2 separate regions of the Sus scrofa genome follow, and region 2 is linked to region 1. Evidence: chromatin contacts called from public HiChIP or PLAC-seq data. All regions are on one chromosome and are shown on one strand. The core of a region is the stretch at or near the end of the contact, and the rest is flanking DNA. Distances in the headings are between cores, read along the strand shown. Region 1 holds the start of ZFYVE16 (zinc finger FYVE domain-containing protein 16). Region 2 holds the start of RPS23 (ribosomal protein S23).

What was found. HiChIP or PLAC-seq counts read pairs in DNA pulled down with a chosen protein or histone mark.
Region 2: a contact with region 1 is called in an H3K27ac HiChIP or PLAC-seq map of alveolar macrophages. The contact joins the promoter of RPS23 here to the promoter of ZFYVE16 in region 1. A contact is called at or near these places in 1 of 47 Hi-C or Micro-C datasets (heart right ventricle) and 1 of 2 datasets of contacts at active chromatin or transcription factors (alveolar macrophages).

Annotation. Positions count from the first base shown.
Region 1 is chr2:89,043,432-89,046,131 of Sscrofa11.1, reverse strand. ZFYVE16 (zinc finger FYVE domain-containing protein 16) reads right to left here and starts at 1,272. Exons shown (of 18, transcript XM_021084492.1): 1 at 372-1,272.
Region 2 is chr2:90,679,402-90,682,101 of Sscrofa11.1, reverse strand. RPS23 (ribosomal protein S23) reads left to right here and starts at 1,421. Exons shown (of 4, transcript NM_213764.1): 1 at 1,421-1,431; 2 at 1,874-2,033; 3 at 2,676-2,700. The coding sequence starts at 1,428. It overlaps ATP6AP1L (V-type proton ATPase subunit S1-like protein), which reads right to left and starts at 1,120. Exons shown (of 11, transcript XR_002341797.1): 1 at 1,048-1,120.

The DNA.
Region 1 (2,700 bases), core at 23-2,522:
TCTAGCCGGGATGGCAGCCCTGGGGGCGCTTCACCCAGCACCAGCCGAGAGCGGGGGTCGCCCTCTCCCCAGCGCCGTGCACTCTGGGAGGCCCAGGTGGGCGGGACCCGGCAAAGAACCGCCGTGATTGCCATCCTGGCCTGGTCCGCACCTCCCGGCTTTAACGAGCGGCAACCTGGTTTGAGTCTTTTTTCCCGGCCAGCCCAGGGGGCTTGGGAAAGGGATGAATCGGGGGCCCAGGCTTGGCCCCTAGAGGGACAGGAGGGCCAGCCCCGGCGCCCAGGGCAGAGAGACCAGCGGCCACCCTGCTTTCTCTGTGAGGGCAGCAGGGGCGAAGAGAGGCCAAGACGCCTGTTGCAGGGGGCACTTACCTCCCCACACCCCGGCGGAGCTCTTTGACGCCTGGACGCGACACCGCGCAGAGGAATGAAGAGCGACGCCGGCCGGGAGTGCAGGGAGCGCGGGACGTCGGCTCAAGGTTTGTTTCCACCACCTTCCCTCACCCGCAACTGGGGAGAACAGATAGCGCAGGCGCAGAGGAAGCTTTCCTTTGACTCACACGCCCCCTCGGTCCGCGTCCGCGGCCTCCCTACTCGCGAGGCGCCTGCGCGCTGCGATGCGGGATCTAAATCCCTGGGCGCTGGGCTGCTTACCGGAAATGCCTGAGGCGGTTCTGGGGTGAGGGGGACGACGGAGGATCTTCTGTAGTCCTCGACTCGGTTTCCCACTAGAGGCCCCGGGGCAGGGATCCCGAAGCGACCAGTGTCGGTGGCCTGCTTCCTGTGCCCTTCGCTGACCTAGACACAGCTTCCCCGCCCCCAGCCTCCGCGTTCACAGGGCTGGCGCAGAGCTCGGGCAGCTCGGGCCTGTACCGGACACACCCGGCCTGTTCTCCGCGCTGCTGTCCTCCCGGAAAACCTTTTTTTTTTTTTTTTTTTTTTTTGCTTCATACTGGTTTTGCAACCAGCTCCCCCTCCGCCCCGGCAGCAAAAAAATGCTCCTAACCCACTGCAGTGCCTCAGGCCCTCCAGCTGATTGGCCATTCCCAAGGGCTCAGTCTTTCCTTCTGGTTGTTTTAGTTCTGCTTTTCTGGCAGTGGTCGGAGAACAGCTGCCTTCCTGTCTGAAAACAAAAGCTAATTAATCTGGAGAAGCAAATGTCAATCATGTGATGCATATTTGTGCTTGTGTTTTACTATTTTCACCAGAAGTTTCCTATAAATTTAAATGGAAGAAGAGACGTCTGTCTGGGGCCAGGGTGTCATTACAGACTGGGGAAAAGAATCCACCACTTACCGAAAGATTTTAACCAGCTCAGAATTCATACTGGTCTTTAAAAATGTCAGAGTTGTAGTATCTCAAGAGTATCGCAGTCAGATGTAATTTGAATCAGTGTTCAAATCCCAAATCTTGAACTTGGACAAATATAATTTGTGATCTTTCAAAGATATTTTATCTTGATTTTCCTCAGCGCTGAAATAGTGTGGTTTTGCTTCAGTGGTGAAACTTCTTTTGATTGATTAAAATAATTTATTGAGCATCTGCTATGTGACAGTGTGTTAGATGCTTTGCTTAGGTTATCTCGTTTATGTTTAGCTTAGCTTGTTTAATCCTAAAAATAATTACACAAAGCCCAGTATGCATTGTCTCTACTGTGCCCAGTGTTGCTCCCAGATAAATGAAATGGGGTCACTACCCTTGAAGAAACACAGCAGAGATGCCTGTGTACAAGTGCATATTTGAGGTAAAAATATTCTGTTGCACAGTGTAAGGACAAAGACTAGAAATAGAAAGTAATAAGGCCTTAAACAGATAAGTGGGAAAAGTATATGTACGAATGGTCAGTTCACAAATTAAGAAATTTAAATGCCTACTGCATATTTTATTAATGTTAAAACTCATTAATAATGAAAAGAAGACAAAAGAGACATTATTTCCCTTGGATCTAATTGGCCAGGTTGTTTATATTCTGAAGAAACTCCATTGGTGGGGATAGAGTGAAATGAGGACTCCTATCTTCTTGGGGATGTAACTTAGAACAAAATTTGGAAAGTTACTTGTCAAATCGGATAAAGAAATGTTCACATGACCTAATTCAGTAACTTCTCTTTTGGAAATTATAAGGAGCTATTTCAGAATACAAAGATTTAGGAGTTCCTGCTGTGGTGCAGGGGTAAAGATCGTGCATCGTCTCTGCAGTGGTTCAGTGGCTGCTGAGGCATAGGTTCAACCTCTGGCCCAGAAACTTCCATATGCCACAGGTGCAGCCAAAAACAGTAAACAAGTGGAGTTCCCATCGTGGCACAGTGGAAACGAATCCAACTAGGAACCATGAGGTTGCAGGTTCAATCCTTGGCCTCGCTCAGTGGGTTTCCTTGGCCTCCCTCAGTAGGTTAAGGATCTGGCATTGCCATCTGTGGTGTAGGTCGTAGATGCGGCTCAGATCTGGCGTGACTCTGGTGTAGGCCAGCAGCTGTAGCTCTGATTAGACCCCTAGCGGGGGAACCTCCATATGCCACGGGTGCGGCCCTAAAAAAATGGCCAAAAAGGCAAAAAAAATAAAAATAAAAATAAAAAAACAAGGATTTAGATGAGTAAGAAAATAAACAAGTTATGGAAAACTCAAATACCTTTCACATGTAAATGCAGTTGTACTTTGTATCACATTTATTTGTTTATGGGAGTTTCCGCTATACATTGC
Region 2 (2,700 bases), core at 172-2,671, 1.6 Mb before region 1:
CCTAGAAAAATATAAATCCTATCTTGTTACTCCCCAGCTGAAAACTTTCCAAAGTTTTCAAACTTTTCAAAATCACAGGATGAGTAAACAAAGTCATGGTCTACATGGTTTACCATGGTCTACAGGCTCCATGTCTCTAGGCACCCCTCAGACCTCATCTAATGCCACACTACTCCTCATGCAGCTCCTCCACCCCTATCCTTCAGTTCAGCCCATGCTACTTATGAGAACACCTCTTCTTGGAAGGCTTTACCCATATGCTTGTCTGAATGGCTCCCTCTCTTTAGGATCTCAGCTCAAATATAAACTCTCCAGAGACACCTTCTTTTTAAAAAAAAATATTTGTATTTTTTCCATTATAGCTGGATTACAATGTTCGGTCAATTTTCTACTCTACAGCAAAGTGACCCAGTCACACATATATACATTCTTTTTCTCACATTATCCGCCATCATGTTCCATCATTAAGTGACTAAATACAGATCTCAGCGCTCTACAGCAAAATACTTCCTAACGCCACCCTATCCAGAGTAGCCACCCCCCACTCCAAGTCACTAACACCAAACCAACTGTGTTTTCTCAGGAGCTTGTCATACTTAAAATTATCTTTTGACGTTTAAATACTTTTATTTTCTACTTTCTCGTACCTAAAATATAGATTTTTATAAAAACAGAAACCTTCACTCTCGAAAATTGTATCCCCTGTTGCAGCCCTAGTGCCTAGAACAGAGCCCAGAACAGGGAAGACATTTTTAAAAAGTAATTATGAAATGAACTAACATCCCAGAAAACTTATCTATTTAATTTTCCAGGAGAAACTGGGGTTTAAAGAATTAAATGAATCACCCAAGGTCGCACAGTCAAAGTAGCAGCTTTGGAATTTAAGGCGCGATCTCGCATTAAAGCGTGGGTCTATATACAGTACGGCATGTTGCTTTACTAAAGTTTTTTTCAATGTACTGTGTTTCTTGTCAGTAGCAGTTAAGGCTCCGAAGTCTAATTTTACACAACATAAACACAATGCCCCACTCCACCACACGTACACACAGGAGCAAGATTTCTTCTTCCGACTTCAGCTCCACTGAACCTGCAGCGGGGGGGTTTGCCCAGAGCGCCTGCGCTGTGGGAAGGGCTTGGGCAAAGGCTTCTGGGATTGGTAGTCCTCGTCCCTTCTGCCCGCCGCATTCTCGTTAAAAAGAAATAAACCACGGTGAAAATTGGATACATCTGAATTGCACACAAATTAAATAAGACGCAGATTCTGGAAAGTGGTGCAGGCTTGTAGATTTCTACCGAGAGGCGGCTACCGGACCAGGCTCTGCGCAGACAGCCGCAGGGTCCTCGGATGGGCGGGGCTTGATCGCGGGGGTTTGTGGTTCCTTCCTGTCTTACTTCTCTCTTTTGCTCAGGCCCGTGGCGCCGGCAGGATGGGTGAGCTGTCGGGGGCTGTGCTGAGGGCGGCCGCACGTGGAACTTAGGGTTTCGGGAGGACAAGTGGGCAGATAGGAGCAGAGGGGTGAGGGAGAGCCACGGGGACGACCGATGATGAGAGCCGGGGTAGCGCGACTGCCGCTGGCACATGGCCCGGCGGGAACGGGCCCATGCGGCGCGGAGGCCGCGGAGCCAGAATCGCTGAGGGACGCAGGGGGCCCGCCGCCGCTTCCCCTGAGAATTGCCGAGGGTTCTCATTCTTTGGGGAAAGCAGAGCCGTTGGAGCGCTTGTGTCCCTGGTCCAAGGGGGACCTTGAGGCTCGGGCCATGAGCGTGATGTCAGAGTCTATCGGTCTGTAGTCAAGGTGAGACTAGGATCTGAAAAGATGTAAAATGTGATTAGGTGTATATTGTGCAGAACTAAGGTGATTTCGATTTTTAGGCAAGTGTCGCGGTCTTCGTACTGCCAGGAAGCTCCGTAGCCACCGACGGGACCAGAAGTGGCACGATAAACAGTACAAGAAAGCCCATTTGGGCACAGCCCTGAAGGCCAACCCTTTCGGAGGCGCTTCTCATGCCAAGGGAATTGTGCTTGAAAAAGTGTAAGTACATTGTTGCGTCCTTCAGGATTTGAGTAGGGTAACTCGAGAAAAATGCCCTTAAGGTTGGCTGTAAACCCTTGGTCTTTATGTAGCCGCAGTTGTTGGAAAGTTAAATAACCTCCAGAGGTTTCCAAACTTTAACATTGTTTCGAAGGAATTGTGGCATTGGAGTGGAAAAAGTAACAGTAATGAAATAATGGACATTAAAAGAGCGTATATGTGTGGAAACTGTTCTAAGAAAGTCGCACCCATCAACTATTTCATCTTTGCAGTCAATCACGTCTTTGCTCTTGAGAAAACAAATGTAGAGTATGCTGCATCTATTTACCAGTACTCAATTGTTTTTTGATTTTATAAAATGGCAATTGTAATTTTGTGGGTGTCTCAAGTTTAGTGGCAGTGAGGATCTGAATCCAGGCTTTATAGCTCTAGTTCTTCCTTCATATTTTACAGCTATAAAGAGGCCAGAAGTTTCTCCCATTGGTCTCATTAAACTAAGACTGAGAAAAGCTTGGTGGAAATTTAGCAATTTAGAATTAGGTCAAAAAGGTAGGAATATTGTGGGTTTTTTTTTTTTAATGAATTAAAATATGTGCCTTTTCAGAAAGTCAGCTCACTCCATTAATGCTGTTTATGTTTCAGAGGGGTTGAAGCCAAACAGCCAAAT